Linked DNA regions of Mus musculus: regions 2 and 3 are each linked to region 1. A link is a contact called in public ChIA-PET and promoter capture Hi-C data. All regions are on one chromosome and are shown on one strand. Each heading gives the region's core, a stretch centred on a gene start, on an enhancer-like site or on the middle of the called end of the contact. The rest is flanking DNA. Distances are from core to core; before and after follow the strand shown. Region 1 holds the start of Cox7a2 (cytochrome c oxidase subunit 7A2). Region 2 overlaps Filip1 (filamin A interacting protein 1). Region 3 holds the start of Filip1 (filamin A interacting protein 1).

Region 1 (3,335 bases), core at 746-3,245:
CCAATCCACTAGCTAGGATGCAGGAGTTAGGGCAGGAGCAGAATACAAGGCTAACTAAGTGTCAGTCAGAACTGCAATGCCTGCCACATTCCACAGAAATCTTCATCTCGCGCCCTGACAGCTATAGTGAGATCATACATTTCTTACAAATCTGCAATTCTTTGAGTACCAGTGACACAACCATACCTAAGCTGCACATCTGTTTCTTCTCCTTCAGCAATAAAGCGTGTATTTTTAGATCTTGGTTGTTCTCCTGGGGGGGGGGGGTGTCTTTTGATGTTTCCTTAGAAGCCTTCCCCACTTAAAATTATTTACTGTACTCTTCCCTGCAGGTATGCTACACCCTGTAACAATTCCTGCTTATTTTTTGTTTCTGGACTCTTTTTTATGGTTTATGCAATTATTCCCCCAAAGATTACCAATTCATCAAATCACACACACAATTCACTGGCTTCTGCATTTTTCCCACCTCCCTGAGCACCTCTTAGACACAGCAAATAATCCTCCTTACGATAAAAAAAAAAAAAAAAAAAAAAAAAAAACCTTGAGAGCCTCTAAGAAGCAGATCCTCTGGACTTACTCTACCGTGCCAGCTCTGTTACAATTAACAATCACATAGAACACTTCAGTACCTGAAACAGCTTTTGTTTCTCTGGAACCTTGTTTTCAAAATGCCTTCGTGAAGTGGTGCTGATGGTCCTCTGGGCAATCTGACGAAGGGCCTGAAACAGAAAATTCACATGCATCGAACAAGACCTAAGAGTCCAAAGAAACCTGTAAAGGCAACTTCCAACCCTTCACACTGAAAGGAAGCTGAGATTTAAAGCATTATCGAACTTGTCAGTACTATCCAAGACTAGCATCCAGATTTTCTACATGTTGTCTATTCTCTGCTCTGTGCTTCATGTTACATATCATAGTCTTCAGAAACCATGACCTATATATAACCTGTGCCTGAAATTAATCAGTAGTATTTTATAGAACAAAACATGCTGATATACAGAAAAATAAATGATATAGACATCTTATAAGTTCTAACATTTTCATTTAATATTTGCCTATGTCAAAAATCTATTCCTGGCAGGGTAGTGGAGGCTCAAGACTTTAATCGCAGCACTAGGGAGGCAGAGGCCATGCTAGTCTACAGATTTAGTTCCAGGATAGCCAAGGCACTGAAAAATTACTTTGCAGTGGAGGGCACATGCTAGAACACTCCTGGACATCTAAGAAAAATGTAATTGGTGTTAAGTCTTAATTGTGTTAAACGATTACAAAATAAAATCAAAACACACCTTTTTAAATTTTGGAGAAATATTCACCAAGTGTTAAAGGTAATTCTGAATCGTCATTACACTTCAATCATGAAACCCATTAAATCCCAACTAAAACTGTACAATTTAGTTCTTTGGCTTACTTCTTTGAATCAGGTAAAATTTTATCTTTTCACTATGATACAAAACAAAATGACAACAAAAAGCCACCTTCCACCTAGGTTTTCCAGGTGTCCAAGATCCCCCCACTGGAGCCTACGTCAGAGCTACAGTCATAGCCATAAGCAACGGTAAGCTGTAGTGACCAAGAACCAAATGCGATCCTGCTCTTCCCTCTACGACTACCCAGAAACAGCCAGGGGCGAGTGGACGGAAGGTCAGGGAAAAGGACGCGCGGCCAAGGTGACTCCGGCTGCTGTCTTCTGCCACATTTCCAGCACGCCTTTCTGTCAGGATGCCTGACCCTCCGCCCCGACACTCCAGTACCAGCCAAACCCCCAAAGCTACCTACCAGCAGATTCCGCAACATCTTGGCTCGGTTGTTACCCACCAACCGCGACTACTGAACGCCAAAAATCGAAAGCCACCAGACCGGAAACGGAACTCCCTCCTAGCGCTGCGCGCGCGTCGAGCAAGAGGGCTCGTTCCGGGAAGAGGAGGGGCTCGCGCTCCCGACCATAGAGAGCGGAAGGCGAGCCAGAGCGACTTCTCGCAGCGGCCCGTCTAGCCTCCGGACCTCCGAAGCTATCCTTACCACTTGGCTCCGCCCTGCCGCGCCTGCCGCCGGACCCAGAATCACAATGGAAAGCAAACGCCACCCGCAATGGAGAGGCGTGAAGTCTTGCAGCCCTCTTCATACGCTCTGGTGAAGTCAGTGGACAACCAGACTACCCGGAAAGTAGCTTGTCTTGTGAGAAGGCTTTGAGCCATTGTTTACAGTCTGAAGGAACAATGGATGTCAAAGCTACGTCGTACAAGCTTAAATATTCAAAAGCTCCTCTTAATACGGATAGAGTCCAGTTTTAGGGTTTGTCTTCCACAGATGAAAGTGGGAGGCGTTAGTCTTTGTGCTGAGATCATATAGGAACGACCGATGTTGGCATCCACAGGTATGCCAACCTGTGGATCTTCTGCTAAACTCCTTGTGCTGGAAGCTCTTCCTGTGTCCCCAGACTGGAACTGGCTGACTTCGTTATTGAGTCTGGGAAAACGCTGAAAAGAGGGGAATACATTTTTAAATCCACGTTCAACACAAATATCGACTGTGTCGTGCTTTCTCAGATCCGCAGCACATTTCACTCCTGGATGGAGCTGTCAGAAGTGCGCGTATTTTACAGATAGGCTGTTAGCATTTTGCATCAGTCTTGCATAACTATTCCTCCTTACAACTGCCTTTATTCTTCTGCACACTAATGTACAAGTAAAAATAATCTACTCAACAATACAAATGTCTTTCCACCCTTTTGCAAACTCAGAAACGACTTCATTGCCATTTCAGGTAAAAGCTAATGATAAACGGGTTCCACAGTGTTGCGTGAATAAAAACTGGTAATGCTTAATTCCTTCAAATCTTGGGGTACTTTTTTCTTCATAACCTACTGTACCCCCAACACAGTCTAAATTTTCTTCCTTACCAAGTTTATAAACACCCATTATAACTGACTTTTTTTCTACCACCTCTTAATTATTCAATGTACCATCGAGCATAATTACCAACAGCTGGGGATGGGGAGTTTTGTTTTTTTTTTTTTTTTGTTTTGTTTTTTACATTTATTGTCTGTAATTGGAATTCGTTAAAGTTTGTGCTGCTGTCGCTGTTTCACCACAGGATATAAGTTTTCCCAGAACCGACTGTATACTTACCATTCCCCTAACACTAATAAAAATGGGCCTACTAGGGGGGCTGGTGAGATGGCTCAACGGGTAAGAGCGCTGACTGCTCTTCTGAAGGTCCTAAGTTCAAATCCCAGCAACCACATGGTGGCTCACAACCACCCATAATGAGATCTGATTACCTCTTCTGGTGTGTCTGAAGTCAGCTACTTACATATAATAATAAGTAAA
Region 2 (3,192 bases), core at 606-3,105, 150 kb after region 1:
AATACTGTTTTATTGGTGTTGCTGAACTTGGGCAGAAGTTAATTTCCTTTTCCTTTCTTAGTAAGCCAGATACAGTCTTCTATGTTTGTTTCCATAACAACATCTGCCCCGGCACCTGCTCTATCATTGGAATGTGAAATTCATCAGGGATAACACTCTAGTCAAGACAGTTCAGGAAGAAATTAGACAGAGCCTGGGAGGAGAGAATACAATTTTCAATAGCATAACCAACTGTGTTACCCCTAAGAATTACTTTAAGCCACTTTATTATGTCTTGTAGGGACGAATGTTTTGGCAAGGTACCTCCTGCTATGTCAGTGAGAGAGATCCATCCCTGTCTCATTTCCAACAGCTCCCGATCCCTCTTACCTACAAGGCCTGAAGCACTTTACACACAGCCTAACATCTGACACTACACCCACCTCCAAGAGCAGGTGCTGCTATTCTGAGACTTTCAGATGAGAGCAAGAGGTGTAAAGATATAAACTATCGTTCCCTTGTTCACATGGCTGAGAAGAGCTAGGGTCTGAGTCCATCTCTGATGGTGGAGATCAGAGGATGAAGAAAACACCACAAGTGCTCATGTTTTCTTGCGATGCTCAGTGGAACTGGAGAAGTGTGTACGTATGTTCTCCTCCACAGGCACATACAGAATTCCTATAATAACTGAAATTAGGTTACCAAGGGAAAAACCAAAAACATCCATTTTTAAACCAATGTACTGTGGAGCTTGTGAAATGATGAATTTCTCAAGACCCTTCCTGAGAAACAATGTGGTGTCCTGTTCTAATGAAAACAGGACACAAAGTCTGAACAGGAATGGCCATGACTGTTCTAAAGGCCCCATATCCAAGCAATAGCAAAGGTTTAATGCAAAATCCAGTCCATTGTGCTTGCAAGGAGAACAGGCAGATGGCAGGGCATGCAGGGCCCACCGGCCTTCAGGAGCCCACCGCAAGGCAAGGCTGCAAGTTAGAAAACCAATGATAAACTCCTGGAAGGAATTCAGACGCCTTCACAACCCTCCACGGCACATTCCTCAAAAAAGGTTTTCTCCAGAAAACAGGTAAGATACACTGAAGACCCACATCAAGTTTTGCAGACGGTTTTTGAAAATTGGTATTGTGTGGGCACAAATTATTCTATTTGGTATACTAACATAGTTCATTAAATACCTTATTTTTCCTTCCATAGCAACCTGACAGCAGCAACACGGAGCATGGAATTTGCTGTGTAGAGTGGGAAGAAAGGAGGGCTGAATAGCATCCTGAGACTCCTTCTCTTATCTAGGACTCTCCCTCCTCTTCATTCCTGCTGCCTTCTACACTGGGCAGTACCCTGTGTTGTGCCAGATGGGTGAGAGCAAATGAATTACAAAATATAAATACAAATCCGTGGTGTCATTTCTACTGAAATTACAAGCCTTTCCACAGCATTTGAAGAAAGGCTGGAGAGATAGTCCAGACCTAAATAGTATTTGCTCTTTCAGAACACAGGCAGGTTCCTAGTACCTGCGCCCTGAACCTCACAACTGTCCCCAACTCTAGTGCTGCCTTCTTATGGCTTTTACAGTCACCCTAGCCCCCACCCCTACCCCATGCCCCCCCCCATCCCCACCCTCACACAGTGCACACACTAAAATAAATTCTCTTTAAAAATAAAGAAGAGGAAAAAGAGGATATGCCTTTAGCAGTTAAATGTCCATTCTCATTCCCAGCTTCCTTGGCCCCTCCAGACCTTAATGGTGAATTTGCCCTGGTACACCCATGCTTGCCCTTGGTCCATATCAGGCACTCCTCCTCCTGTTGCGATACAACTCTGCTCAACACACTCCCTCTCCTCACCACCAACAAAAACTTCTTTTCTGCCCAAGCTTAGCTCTTTCTTATGCTCATTAGCATCTCAAAGCATCCAACCCCTGTCTCTTTTTGTTTTTTTCTATTCATAGTTTTAAGAGTCTACCTGGCACATAAGATATCATATAGATGTATAATACTTTACAGGATTATAAGAAAAAAAGCCTACCACATAGAAAAAGGAAGCCCCATCACTGCAGGAAGGGTTATGTTTTACAGTGTGGCCTTATAAAGGGGAGTAGGGTCAGGGGAGTTCAGGACTTCATCACACACCATCCTCATTCTTTCAAACAGAAAAGACAAAAACCCCAGCGTGCCTAAAGCCAGAGGCAAAGGAAATCATTGGTTCTAGTTTTGTGTCCTCAGTGTATTTTAACACGTAAAAAACCAACCAAACCACCTACCTCCTCCTCTGCACCACCAGGTTACTTCCTCTGTGCATCACGGGCACTCTGTCAAGTCTGTTTATAAATATCCCAGCCCATGAAACGTTTGAGCATCTCAGAAAGATTTCCATCTTAGCAGTGCTCACTGTTCAGAAAGGCTCCTGGGAAGACCCTAAATGTTACAACTTTCTCCCAGGTTGTCCTACCTGTTACCATGGTTTCTTTCTTTAACCCTTCACACTCTGTACCACAAGACCTGGAAAGTGAACGTTTTGCCTCTCGTCCACATTTTTTAAACCTTTGCAATAACCAGATTTTTAAATTTTAAAAATGTTTTTCTCCTGCTAAGCCAGATCTAGCCAATATAGTTAAATATTCCATTAGTCTCATGAAGCATAAGAATTTGGAGGATTGGGGAGTGGGGGTGGGTGGGTATGGGGGACTTTTGGTATAGCATTGGAAATGTAAATGAGCTAAATACCTAATAAAAAATGGAAAAAAAAAAGAATTTGGAGGATTTTCTGAGCCTCTGCAGTCATGTAGTAACAACAACAACAACAACAACAAAAACAAAAATACCACACAAACTGGGGCAAATCAGAAAAATATTATTCTACCCTAGCCTAGAACTGTGCTGAAATGCTTTATGAATTCTGTTTAATGTGACTCAAGGATGATAGCAGCAGACCTATAAAAGTTTTCTAGGAAAAAAATTCCAAAATCTAGCAAGAGACTAGGCTAGTCCACTAGGCTGTGGACGCTGGAGAGATGGCTCAGTGGGTAAGAGCACCGACTGTTCTTCCAGAGGTACTGAGTTCAATTCCCGGCAACCACATGGTGGCTCACAGCCATCTGTGATGGGATCGGATGCCCTCTTCTGGTGTGTCTGAAGACAGCTACAGTGTAGTCACATAAATAAGTATTTTTTAAAAATTAAAGAAAGGAGAAGT
Region 3 (3,277 bases), core at 722-3,221, 220 kb after region 1:
TGACAACATTGTTTCTTTTCCCTAACACACACTCTTTAATCATCACTTGACTATAGGAACATCTGCTTAAAAGGCTCACATATTATCATTTGTCAAAAAGATTCTTTTCCAAACTGGTTTATGGAGGCTCAGAGTTTTTAAAATGATTTTTTTTTAATTTTATTTTATGTGCATTGGTGTTTTGCCTACATGTATGTCAATGTGAGGGTATTGGATCCTCCTGGAAATGGAGGTAGAGACAGTTGTGAGCTACCATGGGGGTGCTGGGAATTGGGAAGAGTGCTCAACTGCTAAGCCATCTCTCCAGCCACTGGAAATTCTTTTTTTTTTTTTTTTTAGATTGACAAAATAGACACAAATAAGTTTTTTTGTTTTGTTTGGTCTTTAAAGGCAGTGTTACTCTGTAGCCAGGCTAGACTAAAATTTACTATGTAGCTACTATTTCACTCAGGTTAGCTTTGAACTCACAGCAATCTTCCTGCCTCAGTCTTTCCATTACTGGATCACACGCATGAGCTTCCAAGTCCAGTGTACAATTAATTTAAAAAAAAGAATGTTCTTCAGTATTTTCTTTGATCTTATTCTTGGGTTTATTCATCCAAACTCTCTGAATTATTTAAAGAAATAATCCATCCTCTTATGCAAATTTGGCCCCAACTACCCACCACCAGGAATCAATACTGACAGTATCAGTGGTTTATAGCCACAAGCTGGGAGACTAACATGAAATTGTTCTGTGTAAGCAATTCTGATTAAAGTGCATGTCACCTTCTGGAAGGGGAGACAATATACCCTCAGAGAATGCCAGAACTTCCTTCACACAACTGGAAATACACTCTTACTCACACCCACACAGCTTATGAAAAGATTGAGGTTTTTTTTTCCTTAAAAAAAAATTCTAAGTTTCTTAAAGCAGAATCTATTATCTGCACAAAGGCAATCACTCAATTTAATTAGTTTAAGTACCACAACATTCTCAGTGAATCAGCAGCAGGCATATTTTGCGCGAGTCAGATGCATTTGGGCAACTGCAGGCAAATGAGGTCAGAACCAGCACAAGGTGTCCCGGTGCAATCAGAGAACCCAGCAAACCGAGCCCACAAAGAAGCGGGTCAACAGCACAGCAACGTGGGACAGCATACAGGACTTTCCTCAGTTACCTCACAAGCAGCTTAGCTAGTTTCAGTAAATAATAGCTATTTTGTCCCTGGGAAAATGTCCCTTCCATGCCTTAGCTAGCGACCCTGGTTGTACTTTCGTCATATTTCTATCACCTGCACGAACATGAATAACTCAGCAGGGCTAGCTTGATGACTATGAAGATATCACAAAATGTTGTCTTTAAAAGGGAATCGGTATGACTCTGAGAAAGAGAAAAAGGTTTTGATTTTTTTTTTTTTTAATAATTCACACTGATTCTAATAATTCCTACACGTGCAGAGACCAAGCAAGAGACAAAGCAGAATTGGAGCGAACCTTCTTCTTGTGGAAAGAAATTTCTTAACAGTAAGTAGCTACTTGGGGGGCAAGGGAGGGGGGACTTACCTGTTGTCGTCTCCTTTAACCAAAGGTGTGTTCTTTCTCCGCTGGTTTATCCCTTGAAGAACCCAGTGGCTTGTCCCACAGTCCAAGACTGAGTCCTGAAAAACTAGCCAGCCCAAAAGAAGACTGAGGGGGAAAAAAAACCGCTTTTCCCACTCTGCTGGGACTAGCCAGTAGCTGAAGTCATACAGGAAACGGACAGAGTAGCTGCAGCTTCTCCTTCAGTCAGGATCAGCAGGAATTGGAAGTCGCCTATCTCCCACCCGGACTTTTGTTTCAAAGTTTTTTCAACTGTTGCTAGGTGTTGTTGGGTTCTGAGATTAGGTTTCTCCTCTGCTGTTCCCCGCACACTGTCAGCGCAGTGACTTTGTTGGGGCGCTGAGCTGCGCGTGCTATATTTAACCAGTGTTCTCAGCGAGGCCAGCCTGTCAACAGCTGAGAAGTTTGCAGCCGGCCCTGCTCAGTTCCTAGGCAGCTGGGTTATCAGCCCCACATCCCCGCTCACCCCGCAAAGATCCCGGGGAAGCCGGCAGACCCTTTTAAGGACCTCTGCTCATTTCACAGAGGTAATTACTGTTTGCAGACTGCGAAGTGGGACTTGGCTTTTTAAATCTGAGAAGAAACAGAGCGGCAGTTGTCTTGGGCAGAGCAATTTCCCAAGGCAATAGTCTTCTCAGACTCTTAGATAAGTGTTGTTTTTTTTTTTTTAATGCATTAATAGTGTGCTGCAACGGTTGAGAAAAATCACAGTAAGAGATCATTTCCAAACAGCTTTCATCATTGGAGAGTTATATTTATAGCTTGATCCCTTACTCTTAAAAGATGTGTCCTGCTGTATATATGAGTGTTTTTCAAATAAGGCTACCGTACAGGAATGTCGACAGCGCTAGGAATATGAAAGTCAAGGCAGGAAGGAAACTCTTACTATTTCCACTCAAGCCATTCATTCAAAGCAGCACATGGCAAACACCCCAGAAACACCAGGACTGGAGACCTCTCACTAGTGGTTGACAAGCCTGAGTCACCATTAACCCTCCATCTTCCAAAGCCAGTGAGCAAACACCGCCAACCTGAACTTCAAGTCTCAAGATGTTTCTGCTACTTCATTCTGTAGCATAGAAAAGTACGAGCCTCCCAGGTTTAAGATCTATAAAATATGTGTGCTTAATGCTCTGATTTACTATGTACACACAGGAAATTAATAGTGTTCAGGGCTGCCTCAGAACCTTCCTCGAATATTGCCCTGACAAAGCTCTCAACAATATCCTTTTTAAATTTTACATGTTCAGGCTCAGTTTTTCTAGGTCTGAAGTAACCGTTAAGTAAAGGGGAGGGAGAAGGAAGGAGAAGTGGGGGAGGGAGCACGCACACGGGTGAGATGGCTCAACAGGTAAACCATGAACGCTGGACGGGTAACCACAGAAAGATGGCAGGAATATACAAAGTTGCCCTCTGACCTCTACATTTGTGCCCTGGCACACACGCCCACATAGCATATACATACATTGACAATAAATAAATAAAATGTTTAAAGGGAGAAACTGCAGTTAAGCTTTTGTGTGAAAGTAGCTGTATCTTCTAGAACAATAATCGATACTTCATTCACAGTCCCTACAATGGATTGCCTATTCACAGTCCCTACAATGGATTGCCTATTCACGGTCCCTAAAAGTAAATTCTGATATAGGTGGGAATTATGAGACCAGGCTATAGATGATTCAGAACCATCAGGAGA

What was found. ChIA-PET counts read pairs in DNA pulled down with a chosen protein or histone mark. Capture Hi-C pulls out chosen DNA fragments and counts their contacts.
Region 2: an RNA polymerase II ChIA-PET map of memory CD8 T cells shows a contact between it and region 1, with 11 read pairs. The contact joins the enhancer-like site here to the promoter of Cox7a2 in region 1. A contact is called at or near these places in 1 of 39 promoter capture datasets (the C10 cell line), 1 of 484 Hi-C or Micro-C datasets (uterus), 2 of 115 datasets of contacts at active chromatin or transcription factors (effector CD8 T cells and memory CD8 T cells) and 1 of 9 other capture datasets (pancreatic islet).
Region 3: a contact with region 1 is called in a promoter capture Hi-C map of adipose tissue. The contact joins the promoter of Filip1 here to the promoter of Cox7a2 in region 1. A contact is called at or near these places in 6 of 39 promoter capture datasets (the C10 cell line, the HPC-7 cell line, cranial neural crest and 2 more), 1 of 15 datasets of contacts at CTCF or cohesin (pro-B cells), 8 of 115 datasets of contacts at active chromatin or transcription factors (the 230-238 cell line, bone marrow-derived macrophages, cardiomyocytes and 4 more) and 3 of 9 other capture datasets (adipose tissue, liver and pancreatic islet).

What each region holds. Positions count from the first base shown.
Region 1 is chr9:79,757,858-79,761,192 of GRCm38.p6, forward strand. Cox7a2 (cytochrome c oxidase subunit 7A2) reads right to left here and starts at 1,996. Exons shown (of 4, transcript NM_009945.3): 1 at 1,783-1,996; 2 at 633-722. The coding sequence starts at 1,800. It also overlaps the pseudogene Gm51685.
Region 2 is chr9:79,912,241-79,915,432 of GRCm38.p6, forward strand. All of the region lies in intron 1 of Filip1 (filamin A interacting protein 1), which reads right to left. Among named protein-coding and RNA genes, the nearest start is that of Gm35261, 14 kb to the right of the region's middle. Within about 2 kb of position 1,856, at least 19 of the 459 cell types and tissues checked have an H3K27ac peak or open chromatin away from gene starts, as enhancers often do. A contact at or near this core is called in effector CD8 T cells and memory CD8 T cells, where this site is marked.
Region 3 is chr9:79,975,911-79,979,187 of GRCm38.p6, forward strand. It overlaps Filip1 (filamin A interacting protein 1), which reads right to left and starts at 1,972. Exons shown (of 6, transcript NM_001081243.2): 1 at 1,546-1,972.